Linked DNA regions of Hordeum vulgare: region 2 is linked to region 1. Evidence: chromatin contacts called from public Hi-C data. All regions are on one chromosome and are shown on one strand. Each heading gives the region's core, a stretch centred on a gene start, on an enhancer-like site or on the middle of the called end of the contact. The rest is flanking DNA. Distances are from core to core; before and after follow the strand shown. Region 1 holds the start of LOC123412685 (serine/threonine-protein phosphatase PP2A-1 catalytic subunit). Region 2 holds the start of LOC123413414 (transcriptional elongation regulator MINIYO).

Evidence for each region. A called contact is a pair of places that touch in the nucleus more often than the background predicts.
Region 2: a contact with region 1 is called in a Hi-C map of seedling, with 2.6 times the contacts expected there. The contact joins the promoter of LOC123413414 here to the promoter of LOC123412685 in region 1. A contact is called at or near these places in 3 of 6 Hi-C or Micro-C datasets (leaf and seedling) and 1 of 1 datasets of contacts at active chromatin or transcription factors (embryo).

The regions. Positions count from the first base shown.
Region 1 is chr7H:502,231,631-502,236,908 of MorexV3_pseudomolecules_assembly, reverse strand. LOC123412685 (serine/threonine-protein phosphatase PP2A-1 catalytic subunit) reads left to right here and starts at 2,159. Exons shown (of 6, transcript XM_045105629.1): 1 at 2,159-2,633; 2 at 3,971-4,085. The coding sequence starts at 2,381.
Region 2 is chr7H:502,371,256-502,377,001 of MorexV3_pseudomolecules_assembly, reverse strand. It overlaps LOC123413414 (transcriptional elongation regulator MINIYO), which reads right to left and starts at 1,589. Exons shown (of 10, transcript XM_045106346.1): 1 at 1,220-1,589; 2 at 275-1,097; 3 at 87-199. The coding sequence starts at 1,471. It overlaps LOC123412670 (a long non-coding RNA gene), which reads left to right and starts at 2,609. Exons shown (of 4, transcript XR_006613569.1): 1 at 2,609-2,692; 2 at 4,677-4,758.

The sequences.
Region 1 (5,278 bases), core at 910-3,409:
ACGACTTTCTCACGGCTGCCCGACCACATACCTCCATAGTTTTTCCTCTAGATCGTGTTTCTGCGGAGCTCGGGCGGAGCCCTGCTGAGACAAGATCATCACCAACCTCCGGAGCGCCGTCACGCTGCCGGAGAACTCTTCTACCTCTCCGTCTCTCTTGCTGGATCAAGAAGGCCGAGATCATCGTCGAGCTGTACGTGTGCTGAACGCGGAGGTGCCGTCCGTTCGGTACTAGATCGTGGGACTGATCGCGGGATTGTTCGCGGGGCGGATCGAGGGACGTGAGGACGTTCCACTACATCAACCGCGATCTCACATCGCTTCTGCTGTACGATCTACAAGGGTACGTAGATCACTCATCCCCTCTCGTAGATGGACATCACCATGATAGGTCTTCGTGCGCGTAGGAAAATTTTTGTTTCCCATGCGACGTTCCCCAACAATATCGTTTGCCATTGTCTTTTAACTGAGTCAGGTGTTCATTCAATCTGAATTGTGTTGTTTTATTTAGCCTATGCTAGCTTGTGATTTCCTGTGCTACAAAGTGTAATTATTTTTCCTTAACTGATGTCTTTGATCTTGCAGTTGGGTAGTGCACTTAGGATCAATTTTTTCTAATAATTATTGAAATCATGTCTAACTTGGATATGCTTCTAACAGCTGGATGACAAATTAATGCAATGAACTCATCTATAGATTAACATTGTTATAGCTTACCTATTTGGTACGTACTTCGCCAATTGAGATCCTTTTTTTGTAGTAGATGATCACGGTAATAAATAATTGATTCATCATCACTTTGGAAAATAAGTGGGGATATTTTCACTTAAAAGATTCCAAATTTGTGGAGCTTGACCGATCAGCACCATTCTTTCATTGTACTAACACTACCAATTTTATGGATAACAGTTTGCTTCGCTATGGAGCAACACTTCGTGTACATAATCTCTAGATGCTTGAGTTTCTCCCTTTCAGTTTCCTTGGTTGTTGCAATGTATGGTACTTCATCTGTCAATTAATATAAAAGCGTTTAGATCATTGAAGTAGTGATCTAAATGCTTTTATATTAGTTGACAATGGAGTACTTTGTGTCTACGTATATAGATGAAAGGCCGTGAATCGGCGTAAGACTCTAGACTGAATCTTATATCATCATTTTAATATTTGTGTAGGTGAGGGAGTTTTGTTAATACACCCCGAGCGTGAGGAGGAGCAATATTTTTTCCAATGATGGCATTGACATGGATCACAAAAACAGCTCAATCATAATTAGCCATACCCTGCATTTACACATAGTTTGCACGGAAGTGATCAATTGGACATCTTGAGTTTGAAACTAGCATACCGATCAAGGGAATACTCCCTCTGCTTATAAAAATATGTATTTTTTAGAGATTTTAATATTGATTATATACGAAGCAAAATGAGTAAACATATACTCCAAAACACGTATGTATATATCCCTATGTTATTCATATTGAAATCGTTAGAAAGAATTATATTTAAAAATGGAGGGAGTAGTATATTTCAACACGTATGAATACGATGAAGAAGAAAACAAGGAACTCAAAAGATTATAATCAGTGAATCTTCATGGTGAAAGTATACTCTAGAGATTAGAAGATGCAAATATAATTAATAAAGGTTTGCTAGATTCCTTTATTAAAGAAAATATGTATCCAATTTGTTTTCCGATATCCTGCACCGGTGGAGTCAGTATCCAATATGTATCTTTATTACAATAAATTATTTTTAAAAAAATATTTTTTTCTGTTGCAACACACGAACCTTTTTACTAGTATAATAAACTAAAAAATGGTGCAACTGCTACACGAACCTGCTTAAAATACAGCTATTCCACCGTAGCGAGAGCCAAGCCAACCAAAACCAAGCCAGACTGCGTTACAGATAGGCACACGACCAAGCCAGCCAAACCACACACGCACACACGCACACGAGAGAGAGAGAGAGAGAGGGGGGAGGGCCACATGCATCCCCTCCACGGAACATCCCTGCCTTTCTCTAATCCCTCCACACCTGGAAAGTACGCGTCGCGGAGCTTTCCTCCCATAAACACCTCATAAAAATCATTCTTAGGAGGACCAAATCACCCAACCCAAGCCAAAACCAAAACAAATACCAACACACAGCCAGCCAGCCAGCCAGCCAAGCGAAAAAAATCCACCCCCCCACCCTCCCCGCAATAGCAAACACGCGGAAAAAAATGGAGGCATGAACGCGCCCTCCTCCTCCTCCTCCATCCCCCCCTCCTCCTCCCCCGATCCCGTCGACGGCCCAGCGGCCCCGCCCCCGCCCCCTGCCCCCCGGCGGGAACCTTGCTCGTAGGCGGACGTGAGGGGAGCGGCGCGCGGCAGCGACGATGCCGTCGCACTCGGATCTGGACCGGCAGATCTCGCAGCTGCGGGACTGCAAGTTCCTGCCGGACGCCGAGGTCAAGGCCCTCTGCGAGCAGGCCAAGGCGATCCTCATGGAGGAGTGGAACGTGCAGCCCGTGCGCTGCCCGGTCACCGTCTGCGGCGACATCCACGGCCAGTTCTACGACCTCATCGAGCTATTCCGCATCGGCGGCGACACCCCCGACACGAACTACCTTTTCATGGGCGACTACGTCGGTACGTCCCCGCTGCCGCCCCTGGCCCTTCCCGCCGAGAGGATTCGGTCAGGTCGTTCGATCTGATTCTGATTTAATGGAGAGCAATCAGGGGGGACTACCAATTCGATAGATCCTCCCCTCCTGGCCTGTGCGGATTGGGAGGTTTGAGCTGGCGGGGTTGCGAATAGATTCTTTATTACGCTAATGATTTTTATTTTTTTTCTTACTGTTGTTCCATGGATTGCTAGAATGAATCGTGCCATCATGCTAGGTCCTGTTCTGTTGATTAAATAGATGGATGCTGTTTTGGTTTTGATATGTCAACCGAGTAGGTATGAAGTGATTCTCATGGGCATGAATGGACATCCTTAAAGTGTTCATTATAGTGACGGCACATTTGGAGAATTTTGGGGTGATGATTTTGGACTTTTGTTGCCTTATTTAACAAGGCAAAAGGCTGCCCGGGGAAATAAAACCTCGAATTTGGATGGTATGGATACCTTGTTCTCTACCGGTAGAGCAACAAACAGGGACTTTTTTTTGTATTTATACGTGTACGGTTTTCCCTGCGTGGCAAGCATTCTCAGAACTGATATCAGCATGATTACGTTGTAAGAATGACAACCATTCGACTAAGGTGTCGCTTCATTACCCTTAGATGGTAAGATGTCCCCCTCTCCTTAGCCATCTAGCATATGGGGCGCACAGAGTATTTTCTGCCGCTGCCCAGTGTTGTCGCTGATCCTGGGCTGGTAAACTATATTCCCGTGTTGCTACGATGAGGGAGAAAAGATGGCTTGCGAGGCAGAAAGTAGGGTTGTGTGATGGTGTCTGTTGATGTGAGGAAGGGGAGGAGCATGATGGCTCCGCTGCTGCGGTGAGGGACAAGGGAGTGGTTCTGGGAATTAGGTCACAGGAGTAGATGGGGCTATTAGAAGCCATGGGGCAGGTGGGTATTATATACCCATCTCCCGGTCTTTTTCCTTTTGTCTTACCATGTGCTGTTTGCTCTGTTTCCAGGATTTCTAGGGTGCTAGTATACTGCCTTATATATAAGCACTTCCAATTATTTGTGGGGGTTGCACCCCTACTTTTGAAAACCATGTTGTCTACACCACATGCTTTAGATGTATTTATGCAGCTCACCTATGAATCAGACAAATAAGATACCACTCAATGAGTATCTTTATTAGGAATGACCTCTTCGTAGATGTTCGGTAGAAATGCTATTATTTCAGTTTTGTTGACTGGTTATTCTTTTTCTTTCTATATATAATTTGATTTTCTTCTTCTTTCGATTGTATTCATTTGGTTCCATGTTATAACTGGACTTATTTTTATGGACATTTGATGCAGACCGTGGCTACTATTCAGTGGAGACTGTTTCATTATTAGTGGCTCTCAAAGTTCGTTACAGAGACAGAATCACAATATTGAGAGGAAATCACGAGAGCCGACAAATCACTCAAGTGTGAGTTCCTATTTCTTGATTCTGAAAAATCTTACAGCAGTTGTATCAGCATATTACTTCTGAATTGTAACTACTGCAAATGTATTGACATTATTCCCTACATCTGTTCGAATGGCTGAGTTGGAAATGGATTATCTCCTGTCACGAGCATGCTTTGTGGTAGAAAGGGCACTGAGAGGTTTTCGCTGTCAGAACATTAGTACATGTGTTACTTTGGTGTTTCCTGGCCTGTGACTTTGACCTTTTTTAGTTTTAAGTTACTTGCTACTTATTGAAGATCCTTGTCCAAAATCTAAATGTATAACATGATACATGAATATTGTTGGCAAACAGTCTGTTCACACATTGAGCTATATGTTAATATTTAGTCATTAATCAATGAGACCATAGACATTAAATTAGGAAATGCTAAGTGTGGAAACAAATTCCTGGGACCTTGCTCCTGTTATGTGGGATTGTTGCACAACACAATCTTCTTCGCGGTATGATGAATTTCTGATGTGTTGGAGGCTAGGCGTTTGTGGTGTTGTTTTGACAAGGTGCAGCTACAGTGGTTCAGGATTGTGATCACTATGGATCGGTATTGCTGCAAGACACATCCGATGGATCAACTGTAGATTATTTGCAGCATCATGATTTTGCGATGTGAAGTAGGACAGAATTTGGGATATCGTGACTAGAGGAGGTGCAGCCGATGGATCAGTGTGTCAGTGTGTGGCGGTTTCAGTCAAATGTACGAACCAACGTACAATTGTGCATTTAAATCAGGCTCCTGACTTTCTGCACCGGCCAAATTGTAAGCTTCCGAAGTGCACGGGAAAAAGGCTGAAGGTGATATATTGTGATATGACCATCCGAAATGGTTTAAACCATCAATTATGATTTGGAATTTGGCTTTCAAATCTCCTCTCACCCCTAGCTGCTCTTGATCGGAAGATCATGTCACAATATAATTTTGTTTTTCCCCTTGGACTCCAACATGAAGGTGAAACAAAACGGCTTATAAATTTGTAGTAAAATAAAATAAAATCTCATTTGATACATACAAGAAAAATGTGGAACTAAACATAAGCAGTGTAAACTCTTTACCCCAAGGTTGATATTTTTCAATTAGTCATCATATTGCTATGGCAACTCAATTACAGTGTATGTAGAACCGTGGTTCTTGGCAATAACTTTATACCAAATTGTGT
Region 2 (5,746 bases), core at 340-2,839, 140 kb before region 1:
CATGTTGCTCGAATTTGACACTGAATACAGCCAAACGCTAAGTATATTTTGCCCATCCACCATCTGGTAAAGTTTATAAAACAAACCATGCTCCTTGTAAGTGCCAACGCCTCATTGATTGTGTAACCAACAGCTGCAGGATCTCCCTCTGTCCGTAGGAAGTCACGCTCAGCTACGTTTTCTCCATGAGTCTTGTTGCCTACAAGCAGAAAAGGCAGACTTTGATGCCACCACAAGAAGCTAAACTCAAGAGGGCAAAGAAGAAATAATTTACCATCTTGTTGCTCCTGGGAAGATTGAAATCCCGTAATATCTCCATCCAATCCAAATCTACACAACCTGATCCGCTCCACTCTCTCACTCCATGCCTTCCAAGAGTGTGCACTCTGCTCACTAGCAGTCAAATGCTCGCCTGGAACAGCCTTTGCAGTCTTCCCTGGCCCTGAAGTTTGCCTACTCTTATCCTTACCCTTATCTTTCTTGCCACCAGACTTGTCCCTCCCCCGACGCCTCAATACCTCCACCAGAGCTGGATCCATCCTATTCAAAATATCTGCCTGTGCCTCCGCTATCTCCTCCGCCGACATCCCAGCCAGCCTTGCTGTGTTCTCTGCGTTAATCTCTGCTGCGATCGATGGCTCCCCATCATCAAGCTGCATACTCACTCCTTGCAATTCTGCAACCCCAGCCCCACCTTCTGTCATCGATGCATCCCCTGCATTAATCAGCTTCTTTGACAACACATCAGAAACCAAACCCATTGGGCCCAACGCCTCCCTACCATTTCCACTGTCCAGCTCCATGCCATCTCCCCCCAATCCCCTCTCGCCCACCTGGCCAACTGCATTTTTAACCTCAGCCACATGATCAATTTTCTTTGTGTTGTCTTTCTTCGCCTGCCTCCGCTTGGGGGGCACATCGTCAGCGACAAACTCTCGCCACCTGCTGAAATCCATGCCCTTCTTCTCTTTCCTCCTCACAGGCCCGGCCACCGCGGCTGCGGGCTGGTAGTCCATGTCGTCCACATCCATCCCGTAGTCCTCCTCCTCCCCTTCCCCTTTCTTCTTGTCGGCACCCTTCGCCACCGGTTTCCAGTGCTGCAAAAGAGCAGTTAATCAGTCGTAAAGCACAAGCAAGCACTAACTGGAGAGGAGAGGAGCAGGTTGGCGGGTTCAAGGCTAGGCTAGGGTTTCAGGGAGGGGCGGCGGCGGCGGCTTACGGGGCCGTGGGAGCGGTGGCGGGCGACGGGGAAGGGGAGGACGGTGGGGCGCGGGGCGGAGGAGGGCGCGGCGGCGGAGAAGCCCTTCTCGACGATGGCGCCGACGAGGTGGGCCGGTGAGGCCACCGTCGCTGCCGCTGGGGCGGCTGCGGCAGCGGGGGGAGGTGGCGCCGGGTCGAAGGGCTCCTCCACGACCTTGCGGCGCGCCGGGAGAGCGCCCGGCTGGTGCCTCCGCTTCGTTGCGTCTTCCATTGGCGGCCTGGTGTACAGAGCCGCTGCCTTGGTAGCCGGCAAGGGAGGGTTTAGGGAAGGAGGCGAGGAGGGAACGAGGGAATTCGCTGTGGTGGGCTTCTTTCTTTCTTGTGTTTGCAACTCGATCGCCCGATTAGCTTTTCTCTCCCTAATAATAAAGCAAATATTGTTTCTGTCGTCCGTGGTGGCAGTTTTGCAAAAACGTCCCCCTGTTGTTTCAAAATCAACCCGCGGTCCTTCATTAAGTGAAAAAAACGTTTCGTTTTTTCATAAAAGCCTCTGTTCTTCACCGGTCCAGGGATGGGGTGGATCGGGATGGTCCGGTCCCGATTTGGCTGAGGAGGAGGCCGGTCCATCTACGGCGGCTCCGGCGCCGGCGAGCGTCGCGGCGGTGGACAGAGGTGGAGGCGAGGCCGAGGGGCTCGTGGGGCGGCCGGATCCATGACGAGTCGGGCCGGATCTGGCGGCGGGCGCAACACACCATGTGGTGGGGTGGCGAGGCTGGAGGCGGCGGCGCGTGGGGCGGCGAAGTGCGGCGGCGGAGGTCCACCTAAAATCGCGCCCGAGACGCCCGTCCCTGTCGTGGCGAGGTCCGCCAAAACCACGCCCGTCCCTGTCGTGGCGAGGTCCGCCAAAACCACGCCCGTCCCTCCCGTGGCAACGTCCGCCTGAGCCGTGCCCGACGCGTCCGTTCGCCTGAAACCGCGCCCGACGCGTCCGTCTATAGTTATCCTCCAGCAACCATCCGTGTCTCCTTGTCTCCCTTGGTTTTAATTACCTGAGAATGAAGAAGGTATATTTGATGTTGTTCTTCAAGGTTCTACTCATTTCTCATTCCATCCCTGGCATTAATTTTTAACGGGGATAAAGAAATACAACAAACAGGAGAATCAAACATATCTATGCGAGTAGAGAACGCGTATGCTGATTAGGGAAGGTCAACATGGTTCAGTTGGCATAAGAAGCTCCGATGGACACAAGTTTTCATGAACTGAATTGATTGGGTGCCCTTGGCAAGTTCTCGTTAGAATTACCTCTTCTTACAAGGATAAGAAACTTAAGTGTTCTTCATTTATTTTGTGCAGATCCTCCTGTGAAGCATACAATTTCATTGTATCCGAGGAGAAACATGGGACTCCAGATGTATAGAGACTCGGAGACACTGCTAAACTGTCATTTGTGGGCATCTACCAAATTCACTATCAGCCAGTGTAGTAGGAGGTATGTTGATTTTTTTTTTTATTAGTCCATGTAGAGATGCTATTCTCAGCTCTAGATTTGACACTTGAGATATCCAAATTACACTCCCATGGCTTGTATGTTGCTGGAAGATGCTCACAAACACTAACCTTTATGATATATTTGTTTGTTGTGGAGTTCTTTCAGAATGTCTTAAGAGATAGAGAATCTGGCATTTAAGATTATTTCTACATTTATTTTCTTCGACTGGTATAATCCTCCTGAAGGTTATGCTTGAGATATCATTTAAGGAAGCAATGAGTTATTTTGGCATTATATTTGTTTCTATTAATTCCTAGAGAGACAAAGATACTTCAACTTCATATCATTCTATATATGAGTTTATTTATATAACTCTGAATCATTTAAGTAGCATGTTTATCTGTTTGCTTTTATTATGATATAAATACAAAGTGAGTTTCTGTAGAAAGGGAAAATAATTTGAATACGTGAGACTATTTAGATGCATATTGGTTCCCCTATTTGCTACGTCGCGTGGCATGTTCTGATCACTCTACGAATTCTTCATTGATGTTGGGGCTGCTACTGGATCTGGCTCCCCAGCTGAGGTGCCGACTGCTGCTGTATTTTGGCGCCTGGTAGCAGGAAGTGCATCCTCTTAACTTCTTTCAAAGAGTTGTTGTGCTTCATAGTTCAACTGGCTAGAGAAATGATAAACATGAAGGCTTAAAACAACTTGTACTAGGTTAAGGTAGCGGTGCAGCCTCTTGATGCTAAAAATCTATGGTCCTGACGGGATATCGAGTGATGCCCTAATTGATTAAAAAAGGGGCATCAATCATTTGGGATACTATGTCCTGAATATTATTGCATGAATTTTGTGTTTCAGCCTTACAGACAATAATATGTCAAGATTAGATGCCAAATACCGAGATGGATTTGTGGCAAGGATCATTCATCATGTTATGTGGTGACAAATGAAGACAATGCTTATGTTTTTATGTGTACTTTTTTTTACTTCAATTAGCATTTCTACGATGAAATCATTCCAACTGAACCAATGAGAAAATAATTCTGCCTCTAATGCTTTTATTTTCTTTGATTGTTTTGATGCTCCATATTTGAATGTTTATGTTCTATTTTGAATCGTAATGATTATCCATTACCAACATGTCGTCATGGTGTAAGTCCCCGACACGTGGTGTGCCATGATTTAGGGAACAACATTGAATAGAAGTCTGCGAGAGTCTGATGGCCCTGTTGTGGATGTAGCAGTGTGTTCACCGGAGATTAGGTCATCAATGGGATGAACCATTAATCTCCTCCATTTTTTGTACCGTCGTTGTGGGAAGAACATTCACATTCCCCTTAGTTACATGGCGTTTTAGGATTTTATCTCCTGGCACTTCACAGAGACTGGTATTTTCTTCGTTCGCACTGCTTACCATGTTGAATGGACTCGTCAATATAGGCGGGATTTCAATGTTTCGGCTTCAGGTCCATCAGCTACTAACCCAGTTTGGCATTGTCTTTGGAAACTATCCATACCTCTCAAAGTTCAGATCTTCTGCTGGAGAAATCAATTCTTACTAACCGTCAAGTAGGTTGGCTGGGTCATTGTCCTATATGCAATCAGGGTGTTGAAGATGTCAAGTATCTCCTGTTTACCTGCAGCCGAGCCACTGCCCTTTGGAATGCGCTGGGACTAGCTCATGTGATTTCGGACGCAGCTGCCTTGAATCACTTAGGATCTGCCATTTTGGAGCACTTTATTTGTATCCCCTCACAGCCAGTGCAATGTATGCCGTCAGTTATCATACAAACTAGATCATTGATGGCGCGCGTTGCCGCGCCCGTCCATTTTACCGGTAGAATGAAAACAATATTTCAAATGATGGCATGAAACATAAAAGTTGGATGCAAAATGAGTTGATTGGGATACCAATTCTAAGTTAGTTATAGAATTATTCCCTGCTACTATTTGTTGACCACAATTGGCAACTAGGTTGAAGATTTGGGATCAGATGTTGTGCAAAGAATGAGGCACCAGGGTACTGAACTAACAGCAGGGGAGGACGATTCTTCAGGTACCATTATTCGTTCATTAATTTGGTATAATCTTAATGTAGGAGAATTATCACTCTATGATATGAAATCCCAACATATAGCAATGATAAAATTCTGATATTGAATGGTTCTTTTTGTAAGTACAGTTGTAAGATCTATGATTCTAGCATCGACTTTTAACTCGACAGTACTAATTGGACATATAATTGATGATTTATGGACAACAAGATATTTTGTTGTTTTTAGTTATTCAATCAGATTCATCTAGCCCTTTCTTGACTTTCTAATTATTCCACCCTCTATCTCTAAAACTCAGAAATGGATATAAATTGCTATTTTTGTTGTAATTATCTGTGGTCGAAGCTTTTTATTTATAGGTGATGGAAAGCTAACAATACTTTTGATTATTTCAAAGCAATGTCAGATTTAATAATTTGAACTAAACTGGACTACAACATGTTGATGTAGATGAGTCTAAACACAATTAACATAATCATCCAATTTTCAGTGAGTAAAACAGGTTGGTGAGGTAATTTTACCTCCGTTGCAACGCATGGGCATTTGTGCTAGTTACGAAAATTGACCGTGCTTTGCAACCCGAGAAGAAAAATCTTTACCTAATAATAAAGAGGTTACCGTTTCTGTCGGAAAACCCGTCGAGGCATTTTTATAAAAAAGCCGTTGTTATTTTCAATGTTCAACCCGCGGTCCTTCAGATACACAGGCTCTCCTCTTTCCCTCGCCTCCCGATCTAGGCCGACGGTGTCTCCCTGGCCAGCCGCCAGGAGCCCGCGGTGCGTGCGCGGCTTGATCCGGTGCGGCGCCGGCCGTCGGCAGACGCCGGTGGTCGCAGCACCCTGCACCACCGTTCCCCGCCTCATATCCTCCTCTCCCACACGCACCCGAGCTCCTCGTTGTGCGCCGCCCGAGAGTGCTCGCGTTCGTTGCTAGACCAGATCCACCGCCAGTCGGTCGTCGTCGCACTTGCCGGCGACCTCGCCATCCCCT